Linked DNA regions of Mus musculus: regions 1 and 2 are each linked to region 3. A link is a contact called in public Hi-C and promoter capture Hi-C data. All regions are on one chromosome and are shown on one strand. The core of a region is the stretch at or near the end of the contact, and the rest is flanking DNA. Distances in the headings are between cores, read along the strand shown.

The links. Promoter capture Hi-C pulls out the DNA fragments that hold promoters and counts their contacts. Hi-C and Micro-C count contacts between places; a contact is called where the count stands out from the background.
Region 1: a contact with region 3 is called in a Hi-C map of B cells, with 11 read pairs. The contact joins the promoter of Timm50 here to the promoter of Yif1b in region 3. A contact is called at or near these places in 1 of 39 promoter capture datasets (liver), 2 of 484 Hi-C or Micro-C datasets (B cells and CD8 T cells), 1 of 115 datasets of contacts at active chromatin or transcription factors (pancreatic cancer cells) and 1 of 9 other capture datasets (adipose tissue).
Region 2: a contact with region 3 is called in a promoter capture Hi-C map of neural stem cells. The contact joins the promoter of Zfp30 here to the promoter of Yif1b in region 3. A contact is called at or near these places in 1 of 39 promoter capture datasets (neural stem cells) and 1 of 115 datasets of contacts at active chromatin or transcription factors (pancreatic cancer cells).

Annotation. Positions count from the first base shown.
Region 1 is chr7:28,310,587-28,314,499 of GRCm38.p6, reverse strand. It overlaps Timm50 (translocase of inner mitochondrial membrane 50), which reads left to right and starts at 2,454. Exons shown (of 11, transcript NM_025616.3): 1 at 2,454-2,575; 2 at 3,481-3,631. The coding sequence starts at 2,468. It overlaps Gm51445 (a long non-coding RNA gene), which reads right to left. Exons shown (of 3, transcript XR_003946618.1): 1 at 3,740-3,913; 2 at 3,352-3,410; 3 at 1,727-2,415.
Region 2 is chr7:29,781,939-29,785,849 of GRCm38.p6, reverse strand. It overlaps Zfp30 (zinc finger protein 30), which reads right to left and starts at 1,882. Exons shown (of 5, transcript NM_001360208.1): 1 at 949-1,882.
Region 3 is chr7:29,236,251-29,239,835 of GRCm38.p6, reverse strand. It overlaps Yif1b (Yip1 interacting factor homolog B (S. cerevisiae)), which reads right to left and starts at 1,513. Exons shown (of 8, transcript NM_001110201.1): 1 at 1,400-1,513. The coding sequence starts at 1,445.

The DNA.
Region 1 (3,913 bases), core at 1,205-3,704, 930 kb after region 3:
GTTATGAAGTAGCAATGAAAATACTTTTATGGTTGGGGATCATTACAACATAAGGAACTGTGTTAAAGGGTTGCAGTATATGGTTAAGAACTGCCTTAGGACCCGAGCCTCAGAGGGCAGGGCACAGTGGTACATGCCTTTGATCCTAGCATTTGGGAGGCAGAGGCTGGTGGGTCTCTGTGCTGTCTACAGAGTGGATTCTAGGACAGTCAAAGCTAAATAGTAAGACCCTATGGGGGGTGGGGGTGGACAGGTATACTCAGCAATTCAGCTGGGACACAGCTTAATGAAGAGTGCTTTACAAAGTAGGTGTGGCACCATGGCTTTAGAAAGCCAGTCTGTAAAAAGTAACAGGTAAGAATGGAGTTTGGGGGCTGGAGAGATGGCTCAGCAGTTAAGAGCACTGGCTGCTCTTCCAGAGGTTCCGAGTTCAATTCCCAGTAATCACATGGTGGCTCACACCATCTGTAATAGAATCTGATGCCCTCTTCTGGAGTGGCTAATGGAGACAGCAATGTACTCACACAAAATAAACAAATACATAAATCTTTTTTTTTAAAGATTTATTTTATTAATATATGTAAGTACACTGTAGCTGTCCTCAGACACTCCAGAAGAGGGAGTCAGATCTTGTTACGGATGGTTGTGAGCCACCATGTGGTTGCTGGGATTTGAACTTTGGACCTTCGGAAGAGCAGTCGGGTGCTCTTACCCACTGAGCCATCTCACCAGCCCCATAAATCTTTTTTTAAAAAGTAAAAAAGAAAAAAAAAAAGAATGGATTTTGGACTGTTCAGAACTTACCCAGCCTATGGTGAAATACAAGGGAACAATTAAGACCTAGATCTAGAAAAAGAATCTGTGCCACCACTCCCCAACTTGATAAAACTAATTTTTAGGCCAGGCGTGGTGGTGTACGCCTTTAATCCCAACACTTGGGAGGCAGAGGCAGGCAGATTTCTGAGTTCAAGGCCAGCCTGGTCTACAAAGTGAGTTCCAGGACAGCCAGGGCTATACAGAGAAATCCTGTCTCGAAAAACCAAAACCAAAACCAAAAAAAAAAAACAAAAAACAAAAAAACCCCAAAACCTAATTTTTAAAAAATGAAGATATATTTCATGAATACCTATGTTCCCTCCACACAGTTATATCAATATAAGGCAAACAAGACTTACCATGTCAAGGCAGTGTTTTGACCACGGGCATTTTCACCCAAGTTAATGTGAGGAAAACAGCCTAGTTCAAATGACTCAACTTTGATTCCTTGGACTCTCGGTGGAAGCTGAGAGCCGACTCTTGAAAGTTGTCTTCTGACCACGCCCTGTGGCATGAGGCTGACTGAGCACACTTAAGCAGCACCCCAATCCATTTCATTCCACTCCAGAAATAACAGCTCTGAATTCTGTGTGGCTTTCCTTTGCCCAACTTTGTAGTTTTACTATCTTAGTGCTTTGGATTTTTTTGGGTGGGTGGGTGGGTGTCTTTTTTTGGAGACAGGGTTTCTCTGTGTAGCCCTGGCTGTCCTGGAGCTCACTCTGTAGACCAGGCTGGCCTCGAACTCAGAAATCTGCCTGCCTCTGCCTCCCCAGTGCTGGGAGTAAAGGCATGTGCCACCAATGCCCTGCAGTACTTTGGATTTTTAAAGTTTAAGTGTAAAAATCTGACTTTTTTTTTCCCATTGAAAACAACTTGTGGGGGCTGGAGAGATGGCTCAGCGGTTAAGAGTACTGGCTGTTCTTCCAGAGGGTCTGAGTTCAATCTATAAAGAGATATGATCCCCTCTTCTGGCATGCAATTGTACCTGCAGACAGTGCACTCATACATTTAAAATGAGTGAATGAACGAGTGAATAATAAATGATTAAACAAATAAAGGAATGAATAAACAAACAAATAGAAAACAACTTGGGCAAGACTCATGGTGGCTCCCGCACCCCTAATTCACTGCTTTCTTAATCACTCTAAAGCCTAAACAAGTCAGCACGGAACGTTCCTTTGGTTGAATCCAGATGAGTGGTAGATCCAAATGAGTGGTTGGGCAAAGGAAAGATACTCCAGTCCTTTCTACAAACTCACGGCGTTAGGGGTAAAAAGAGATCTGGAGACGGGAAAGAAGACTGGTTCAGCCTCCTGGTCCACGTGAGAAAAACTGAGGGATGCTGGGTCAGCTCACTTTTTGGGCCTCTGTCCATTTCTAACGATGGGAGGTGAAAGGCAAAGTCCGAGCGACTGGATGGTGGCGGTCCTTAGGGCCCCAGGGGGCGTGGTGCCAGATGACAGTATTCCAATTTCGCGCTCAGCCAGAGGAAAGACCGACTAGGAGCGCACCAAAGGTACTCCGCCCAGTTCTTTTTGTCCCTCTCGGGTTCCTGTCCACACGCACTACCTCAGCGATCCCATTGGTCGTAGTCCTCGCCTGGGCGGGAGAGAGGGAGCGAGTGGGCGGGGCCGCGTGGCGTCAGCGCAAGATGGCGGCCTCGGCGGCTCTGTTCTCGCGCTTGCGGAGCGGGCTCCGGGTAGGCGCGCGGGGGCTGTGCACGCGGCTAGCGCCGCCACCTCCCCGCACTCCCGAGCAGGTGAGCGGCGCCGGGACGCGCGCCCCGATATGGGGCTTCTCTCTAAAGTTTTGGGCGTCTGGTGGCAACCCCGGCGGGTCTGGGAGACCGCACCTCAGGGTGCTGAATGGGACGGAGCCCGCGTTTTCGATGTTTCCATGCTTCCTGTGTGGACCACAGTTGCTCCCCCGGGGCTGGATTATGGAGGCCCGGAGTGCATCCCCTGGAGCCCAGGTCTCAACCACGTGGGTGCCGGGAGAGGTCACCTGTTCTGATCTCGGTGACCATTCAGGTGATACTTGACGGGGGTGGGGCCCAGGGCGCTAGGGACCCAGGGTCTGTCCCAGTGACATTTCAATCGCCTCCTTGAGCGAGAGGAACAGGAAGGATCCAGCCTGCCGTCCGTTCCAGCCTAGCCATTCTGACCTCCAAGTCCATGACTTTCCGTTCCCAAAGTCCCAGACAGGAGATTGCCTCTCCTCGCTCTTGCTTCCTTCCCTTCCAAACCCCTCCATCTTGGGCTCTGGGTATCCGGATATCTTAACTGTTCGTTCTGTCCCTTGGGTGCCCTCTGTCCCTTTAGTTTTGACATCTCTGTGCTAGCGCGCGCGCGCACACACACACACACACACACACACCCATCCCTTATTCTCCTTGCCCTACTCTTCCTGGCTCCAGACCCTGCAGTGCTATTGCTTCCAAGACCTTGAGCAATTTGCCCTTTCAGCTCTTGAACCCCTGTGATTCTCTAGACAGTTTAGTTGTGACTGTCTGAGGGGAGCAGCCTCTGAACTCACCCCTTCAGGGACACAGTTTTCTGCTCTGGATGTCCACTTCCTGGTTCTTGATCTTGAGGCTGCTTGGACAAATTTAAGTATTCTGTTATTTCTCTCTGTGTGACCTCTCCTCCATCCCCCTCCACTCAGGTCACTGAAATTGCCAACCGTGGGGGCTCCAAGGCCCAGGGGCCACAGCACCAGCCAGGCTCCGAGGGTCCCAGCTATGCCAAAAAAATTGCGCTCTGGATCGCCGGTTTGCTCGGAGCTGGTGGGACTGTCAGCATCGTCTATATTTTTGGTGAGAGACATAACCCTTGACTGTTGGCCCCCAGATTTCTACTGTGAACCCCCCCTTTCTTTCCCCATACTCAGTTCATTACCTGGCTCCTCCAACTAGGATACTCACCTTGAAATTCAAGAAGTCCTCTTCGACCCCTTGTACTTAAAAGTTCTATCCTCTAGTTGTTCCCTGTACCTGAATTCAGGAACTAAGGGAATGGTGGGAAGAGTAGGGCTAGACCAGTGTGCTTGGTTTCAGTCCTGGGACAAGGGACTGCGGTTCGTATTGGTGGAGAAATAA
Region 2 (3,911 bases), core at 633-3,132, 550 kb before region 3:
TACTCCAGGTCCAGGTGACCGGACGCAGTATCCTGGCGTCCTCGGACACATGTAAGAGGTGCACATACATAAAAATAAATGTTACGAGAAAGAATGTGCTCTCCTGGTCTTTGTTGGCTTGTTTTTGCAGTCCTCTGAAGCCTGCAGTCCAGCCGGAGCTTGCTAAGTGCTCTAGCCCTAGCCCTAGCCCTGCCATTTCTCACCGGCACCCCCAAGAGATGCATCGGCCGCCGCCGCCGCTGCTCCAGTGCCACACAAGAATGACCAGTGTAGCCTGGAGAGGCCCTGAGTTCAATTTCTAGCAGTCGCACCGTGACTCACAGCCATCTATGCTGGGATCTGATGTTGCAGATCGAACACTCATATACATAAAATAAATAAATCTTAAATAAAAACAAAACAAAAAACCCGAAAAGTGTAGGGGCTTGAGGAAATGCCTCAGTGGTCCCTCCAGCCACCACCTCAATCATTTAAATACATGCTCGTCCTTGACCAATCACACATCAGACTTTAGCAGACATATTTCCGTATTAGAGAATCCTAAGAAAAACAGGACATCTAAATGTATAGCACGTGGGTGCTACATAACCATAGAACCGCAGGCGCTGCGCACTCAAAGAGGAATCCTGATTAAGTCTCTGCCCACTGAAAATGCAGGGAAATTCTCAGACCCAAAGCAATGAATAGTTCGCTTTTTTTTTTTTTTAAAGACAGGGTCTCAATGTAACCCAGGCTGGCCTTGAACACTTGGTCCTAGTGGAGTGGCAGTGACACCACTCACAGTTGAATAAAACATTTTCACAAACGTCTTTCAAAGGGAAGGAAATTAAAAAAATCCATACTCAAAACAACAACAACAACAACAGCAAAAACAAACAAACAAAAAACCAAAAACGAAAAACAAAAACTCAAGCATTTCACAGGAACACAGAAGTTCTAGAAACTCACACATAATCTCTGTTTTAAACAGAAGTAGTAGCTGCTGGCTTCTAGGGTCTCTTCTGAAGACTGGCAGACACTCCAGGCCTTGTTTCTTTTCTTTTCTCTTCTTTCCTTCTTCTTCTCTTTTCTTTTTCTCTCTTGCAACCCAACGTTAGGCAGTAGAGAATGACCTTGAGCGCCTACTCCCCCTGCCTCCACCTCCCAAATCCCGAGAAGTCAGGTGTATGCCACCACGTCCTCTGGCCTCACCCCTACGCTTTTCTGAAATTGATCAGAATCCCCTTCCAAGCTTCAGGGCTCCAGGCTGACCCCATCCGTATGATCCCAGCAAGCGAGATAGACTACAGCAGCCCACAGTCACCCGTGCCCGAGTTTGCTGCTTCGGCCACTCTGCTTCACCAGTTACCAGTCCGGGGCTGCCCAGCCTTAGGTCCGAGGTGTCCCCCGGTTCTCTGCTCCCCAGGCCCGCCGGGAATCTAAGGTTCTGCACAGGGTATCTCCACCGTGCAAGTCGCGGCCCCCGCCTTCCCTCTCGGTCCTTGTCCACAGCCAGGCCGGGGTTTAGGTGCAGCGCGTCAGCACGGCAGCTGTACCCACGAACGGGCCACCTGAGTCCCAGGGGTCCTCAGAGCGGGTCCCCGGAGAAGAGCGTAGGCCGCACGAGACCGGGGACCACCCAGCTGACGGGTATCCCGGGAGGGTGGGTTGCCAGCGCGGTCAGCGCTGCAGCGGCGGCACCAAAGTGCTACGGACGGGACCGTGGTACTGAAGGCTCTGGGACATCAGATCTCAAGCCTGAGAGTCCGACTGCCACTAGCTTCTTTGACTAGGTTCTGGGCTTCCAGCCCCGCGGAGGCTGCGAGCCAGGCCCCTAGCTCTTGGTCAGGGGAAGGGGGTTGGAGGTGGGGCTGTGTGTGTCTCTTTCTCGCTGCTTCAATGCGCATGCGCACAAGGGAGCCGCAGGGAGGCGGGGAGCCTTCGGTAGCATCTTGTGCAGGCCTGGACAGAGGGAGTTTGGTTCCAGGATCCAGGATTGGGCAGAAATGGCCAAGTCTTTAGGCCTACAGCAGTAGCTCTGGCGTTGAACAAACTAACCCCCAGATGCTTTGAGGTCCAGCGTGGAGCGTTGGCTGAACCACTTATACTAGTTTGGGCATCTATTGTTTGTTTTTAAAGCTGTGGTCTCTCTAAATGACCCTGGTTTTCTCTGTGGACACCAGGCTGACTTTGAAATTGAAGTGATTCTCCAGTAAGCTTCCTGAATGTGGACATTAACGGCACACACCACCACACCCCCGCCCTCTACCTGAGTTTTTTCTTTTTCTTTTCTTTTTTTTTTTAACCAGTTTTTCTTTCTTCTTAAATCTCTATTTGAGACAAACTCTCTCTATGCAGCCCTTGCTAGCCTGGAATCTGTGTAGACCAGGCTAGCCTGGAACTCTGAGATCCACCTGCCTTTGTTTCCGTGGTGCTGGAATTAAAGGTGTGCACCACCACTTCGGACGTGGTTTTCTTTTAACAAAGCAGGCTTGAGTTTTTGTTGTGGCTGTTGTTTTGTGGGTTTTTTGTTTGTTTGTTTGTTTTGTTTTGTTGTTGGTTTTTTTTTTTTGTTTTTTCGAGACAGGGTTTCTCTGTATAGTCCTGGCTGTCCTGGAACTCTGTAGACCAGGCTGACCTCAAACTCAGAAATCCACCTGCCTCTGCCTCCCAAGTGCTGGGATTAAAGGCATGCGCTACCACCACCCGGCTTTTTATTTTATTTTATTATTTTAGGCTTGGGGTTTTAGGCTTTAGCATGAGGAGAGGGGCTCCGAATGACGGCACCTGAAATCGCAGTATGGGCTTCTCTGAAAGAATAATCGATTGGGTTTTCATGTTATTCTTATGTTCTTGTGGTGGTTTGAATAGGTATGGCCCCATAGATTCATGCATTTGTATGCTTGCCCATGCCAAGTAGTGATTTTATGTGTGGCCTTATTGGAGGAAGTGTATCATCACCGTAGAGGCGGGGCTTTGAGGTCACATATGCCCAAGGTACACCACATCTGCCTGCAAGCCTCCACCTTTCCCGCAGGACGATGGTGGACTGAACCTCTGCAAGCCAGCCCCTATTAAATGTTTTCCTTTATAAAAGTTGCCCTGGTCATGGTGTCCCTTCACGGCAATAAAACCCTAAGAGAGTTATGTTAGAAAGAGCTTTCCTTTAGCCCGTTTAATTTAGTCTCAACAGCACATATGCATAGATTCTTAATGAGTTATAGTTAATTTAATTCTTTTTGATGCCTATTTTTTTCCCAAGATTTGGTTTGTGGGGGCCCCTTTAGCCTGACATTGGTGGGCTGTTTATTTGAACGACAGCCCAGGCTGGCCTGGGACTTGTGATTCTGCTGAATCAGCTTCTCCATTCAGCTGGAATTACAGGTATTAGGCACCACCCTGGGTTATTGGGTAGCTTGTCTTCTGATAGGTTTCTAACACTGATGAGGATGATGATGATTAGTATTATTAAATATTATAGCATTTAATAATTGAGGGGTCTGGAAAGGTGGCTCAGTGCTTAAAGGACTGACTGCTCTTCCAGAGGACCCAGGTTCAGCTCTCAGCACTAACATGGTGCCTCACAATTGTCTGTAGCTCCAATACCAGGAGATGCAATGACTTCCTCTGGTTTCAATGGGCAACTGGCAATGCATGTAAGCAAAACATTGATTCACATAAAATACAAGACAAAAAAAACTACAGAGCAAGGCCCTGTTTCAAAACACAAGAAGGTGCTGAAGAGACAGCTCAGTGATTAAGAGCATGCTTTTGCAGAGGACCCAGTCCAGTTCCTGGTTCCTAACACCCCTGTGCCTGACAGCCATCCAAACTCCAGCTCCAGGCAGGCTGATGCCTCTGGTGCCACACATGTCTTTGATAGCACCTGCCCTCACAGGCACAGACCACACACATAATGAAACTGTAGAGTC
Region 3 (3,585 bases), core at 264-2,763:
TCCTCCTCCAGGAGCCTGCTGCGCCACACTAGGGACTCTGCTCAAATGTTCTCCCTCACTGTCGCTTCTCATAATGGCCAGGCTCCTGATTTCCCTCCTCAGCATCAACTCAATTGTGTATCTTGTTGGCACAGCCTTTCTCTCCAGGAATCCCTTAGGTCTTTCATCATTAGGCATGCCCTCTTCAAGGACTCAAGGATACTTCCAGTCAACAACTGAGTTCCACATCTCCATCCCAGCCCCAACCTATCTGCCTGTGCACTCTACATCATCTGTCCAGCACTCTATTAAAAGGAACTAACTCATCTTTGTGTGTGTGTGTGTGTCCGTCCACCATAGATCCATCTCAGGTAGTCAGGCTTGGTGGCAAGTGCCCTTACTGGAGCCATCTCTGGGAATCCACCCCTGACTTCTCACACTGTTTACTTTAAACACATGTTGCCCAGGCAGGCATTCAAAGTCGACTCCCAAGTGCTAGGGTTACAGGTGTGCACCATGAACCCTCCCCCATGCTTCTATCACAGCAGTTCCATTGCTCTGTACTGGCAGCTTTATGACAGGAATAAATGCTAGCTGGTCACATATCACAGGCCGGCCAGACACTAAGGAGTGAAGGGGTAAATGGAGCCTCCTCAAACCCTAGTCACAATCAGGACTACACACACACACACACACACACACACACACACACCACACACACTGGTTCTTACTACTCTAGTTGACCGACAAGTTTCCTTCCTTGGAAAGTGTCTATCTTCCTCCTGAACTCTAGCTGTAAGAAAGCAAGGACCAGGGCTTTGGTGGTTACTAGTGTGTACCCAAATTCCAGCCCAGGGCCTGGCACAGGGTTCACAGGAGCAAGTTATGTTAGATGAATAAATGAAACAAACAGGACATAGATATTGAGAGACCAAGAGGAATTCAAATTTACATCTGGGAAAAGAGGTTAACGAAGCTGGAAAAAGGAGGTTAGCAGGACAATAAGTACTGGTTGTGTTCTTAAATGGGATGTAAATATGGCCCTGTCCGCACAGGGAGTGCCCAGGGGCCGTACTGTGGAGCGTGGGTGACAGTTCCTAAGCACTGAAGAGTCTCGGAAAGGTGGGTAGCACAGGAGGTCAAATCGCTGACTGCAAATGAATGGAAGTAGCGTTTCTCTGAACACCGCACTACATTTTCCTCCAACTTGCTTTCTTTTAAAGGAATTTTTTTTAAAGAACCTACCCGCGATGCGCCCCCTACCCGGACTTGGCATCCCTGGGCTGTGCACACCTAGAAACTCCAGGTCCGGGATCTCGTGACCTCCGTCCGACCTGGAGTGACCTCGCCAACCGCCGCGACGGCCCCGCCACACCCCTCGCCCGCCCGATCTCCTCAGCCAGCCACGTACGCCACTTACGCAGCCGGGGCGTCCCCGCCGGCGCCGCCAAACCTGTCGCGTGCATGCTTTAGATGCCACGGCCGAGAACGCCACAGCCGCAGTTTGGAATGGGCCCGCCCGGTTCCCGTAGCCACGCCCCAGTAGTATCGAGAGACCCAATAGGTCTCACGATAGCGCAAGAAAGCCACACCCTCTGGAGGGGGTGCAGCCTGGTTGAGTGGGCGTCGGCTTACATAAGAGGCGGGAACTGAGGCCAATGACGTAAGGGAAGAGGCCGTACCTTAGCGGCAGCAGGGCGGAGCTTGGTGCGATCTAGGAGGAGAAGACTTCAGGCAGGAAGGAAACGTTCCTATTGTTGAGCCCGAAGTCGACGGAAAATGTAGTTCTTTACAGGCAGGCACTCGATTTAGTTAACTGAGAGCACAGGGAGGCTGAAGAAGCGTGAAAGGCGGGGAGAATGATGGATTATTGCAGTTATGCCGGCTCATCTATCGTTTACACAGACGCAGCACTCATTTTTATTATTTATTTATTTATTTATTTGGTTGGTTGGTTGGTTTTTTTCGAGACAGGGTTTCTCTGTGTAGCCTTAGCTGATTTGGAACTCACTCTGTAGACCAGGCTGGCCTGGAACTCACAGAGATCTGTCTGGCTCAGGATTAAAGGAATGCGGCACCAGGGCCCATTTAGGCTGAGAAACAAAGTTTAGCTTAGTGGATCACTTCTGTATTCCCAATACTGAGGAAGCTGAAAAAGAAAGTCATGAGTGGGCTGGTGAGATGGCTCAGCGGGTAAGAGCACTGACTGTCCTTCCAAAGGTCCTGAGTTCAAATCCCAGCAACCACATGGTGGCTCACAACCAACTGTAATGAGATCTGACGCCCTCTTCTGCTGCGTTTGAAGTCAGCTACAGTGTACTTATGTATCATAATAAATAAATCTTTAAAAAAAAAAGTCACGAGTACTGGCTTTGAACATAGTGAGCTCTAGTCTTACAAAAAAAAAAAAAAAAAAAGATTGGGGCTGGTGAGATGGCTCAGTGGGTAAGAGCACCTGACTGCTCTTCCGAAGGTCCAGAGTTCAAATCCCAGCAACCACATGGTGGCTCACAACCATCCGTAACAAGATCTGACTCCCTCTTCTGGTGTGTCTGAAGATAGCTACAGTGTACTTACTATAAATAAAATCTTTAAAAAAAAAAAAAAGATTGAAAAAGAGGCCCTCAGCATATTAGTTCAGAAGAACTGGTAACTTTCTTCGAAGGTACCTTTAGGCAATTTCCCAGAAGTTCATAAAAATGTTCTCACATGGCTCTTTTCCTTCAAGCTTTCTGTCCACCAGAGGTGCATACAGCCCTCACAGTTGAATGCACACAAGCACAACTTTGAGCATAGAACCCTGAAAACTAACTTCCTCCTGTGTGTCCCTCAGTGTCTCTTTTTCTCTTCCTTAGTATGCCCCTACCTCTTTTGATTTGAGAAAGGGCATTACACAGTCTAGGTTGACTTCGAACTCATTAAGGTAAAGACATCCTTGAACCCTGATCTTCCTGCTTCTACCTTCCAAATCCAGGGATTACAGTGTGTGCCACCACGACCCATGGCTGGCCCCTTCTGTCCTTTTTTCTGCTTATCAAAGACAAAAAAAAGTCGGAAATGCCTCTGGGAAGTGATAGCACTCCAGAAGGAGATGGTCAGCAAATGACCCTGTCCTGTGGCTTCCCTTTCCTCTTCTGCAATGGCTCCTTAGGGAGGAAACCTGTGTCAGATGCAGTCCTTTGCTGAGATACATCCACATCATTTTGCTTCGTGTTAGAGTCTGACTCCTAGGCACTACCTCCACTTCTCATTCTCAGCCTTCTTCTTGTCTAAATCCATCTATCTGTGACCTTTTTAAAAAATCAATAAGGCAGACATTTTGGGCTTGCTGTAGGCCTCTTGTGTGAAAAAAAAAATTAAAAATATATATATATATTCATCTGTCTATATATAGGTGTCTGTTGAATCCCTGCGTATTGCAGAATCCTCAAATGTGCATGTCTTTTATATAAATAGTGCAGCTAGGTGTGTTGGCACACACCTGCAATCCCAGCACTCGGGATGTGGTAGCAGGAGGTTCAGAAGTTCAAGACCATCCTTAGGTTTATACTGAGTTCAAGTGAACTACTTAAAATAATCTCCAAAAAAAAAAAAAAAAAAAAAAGA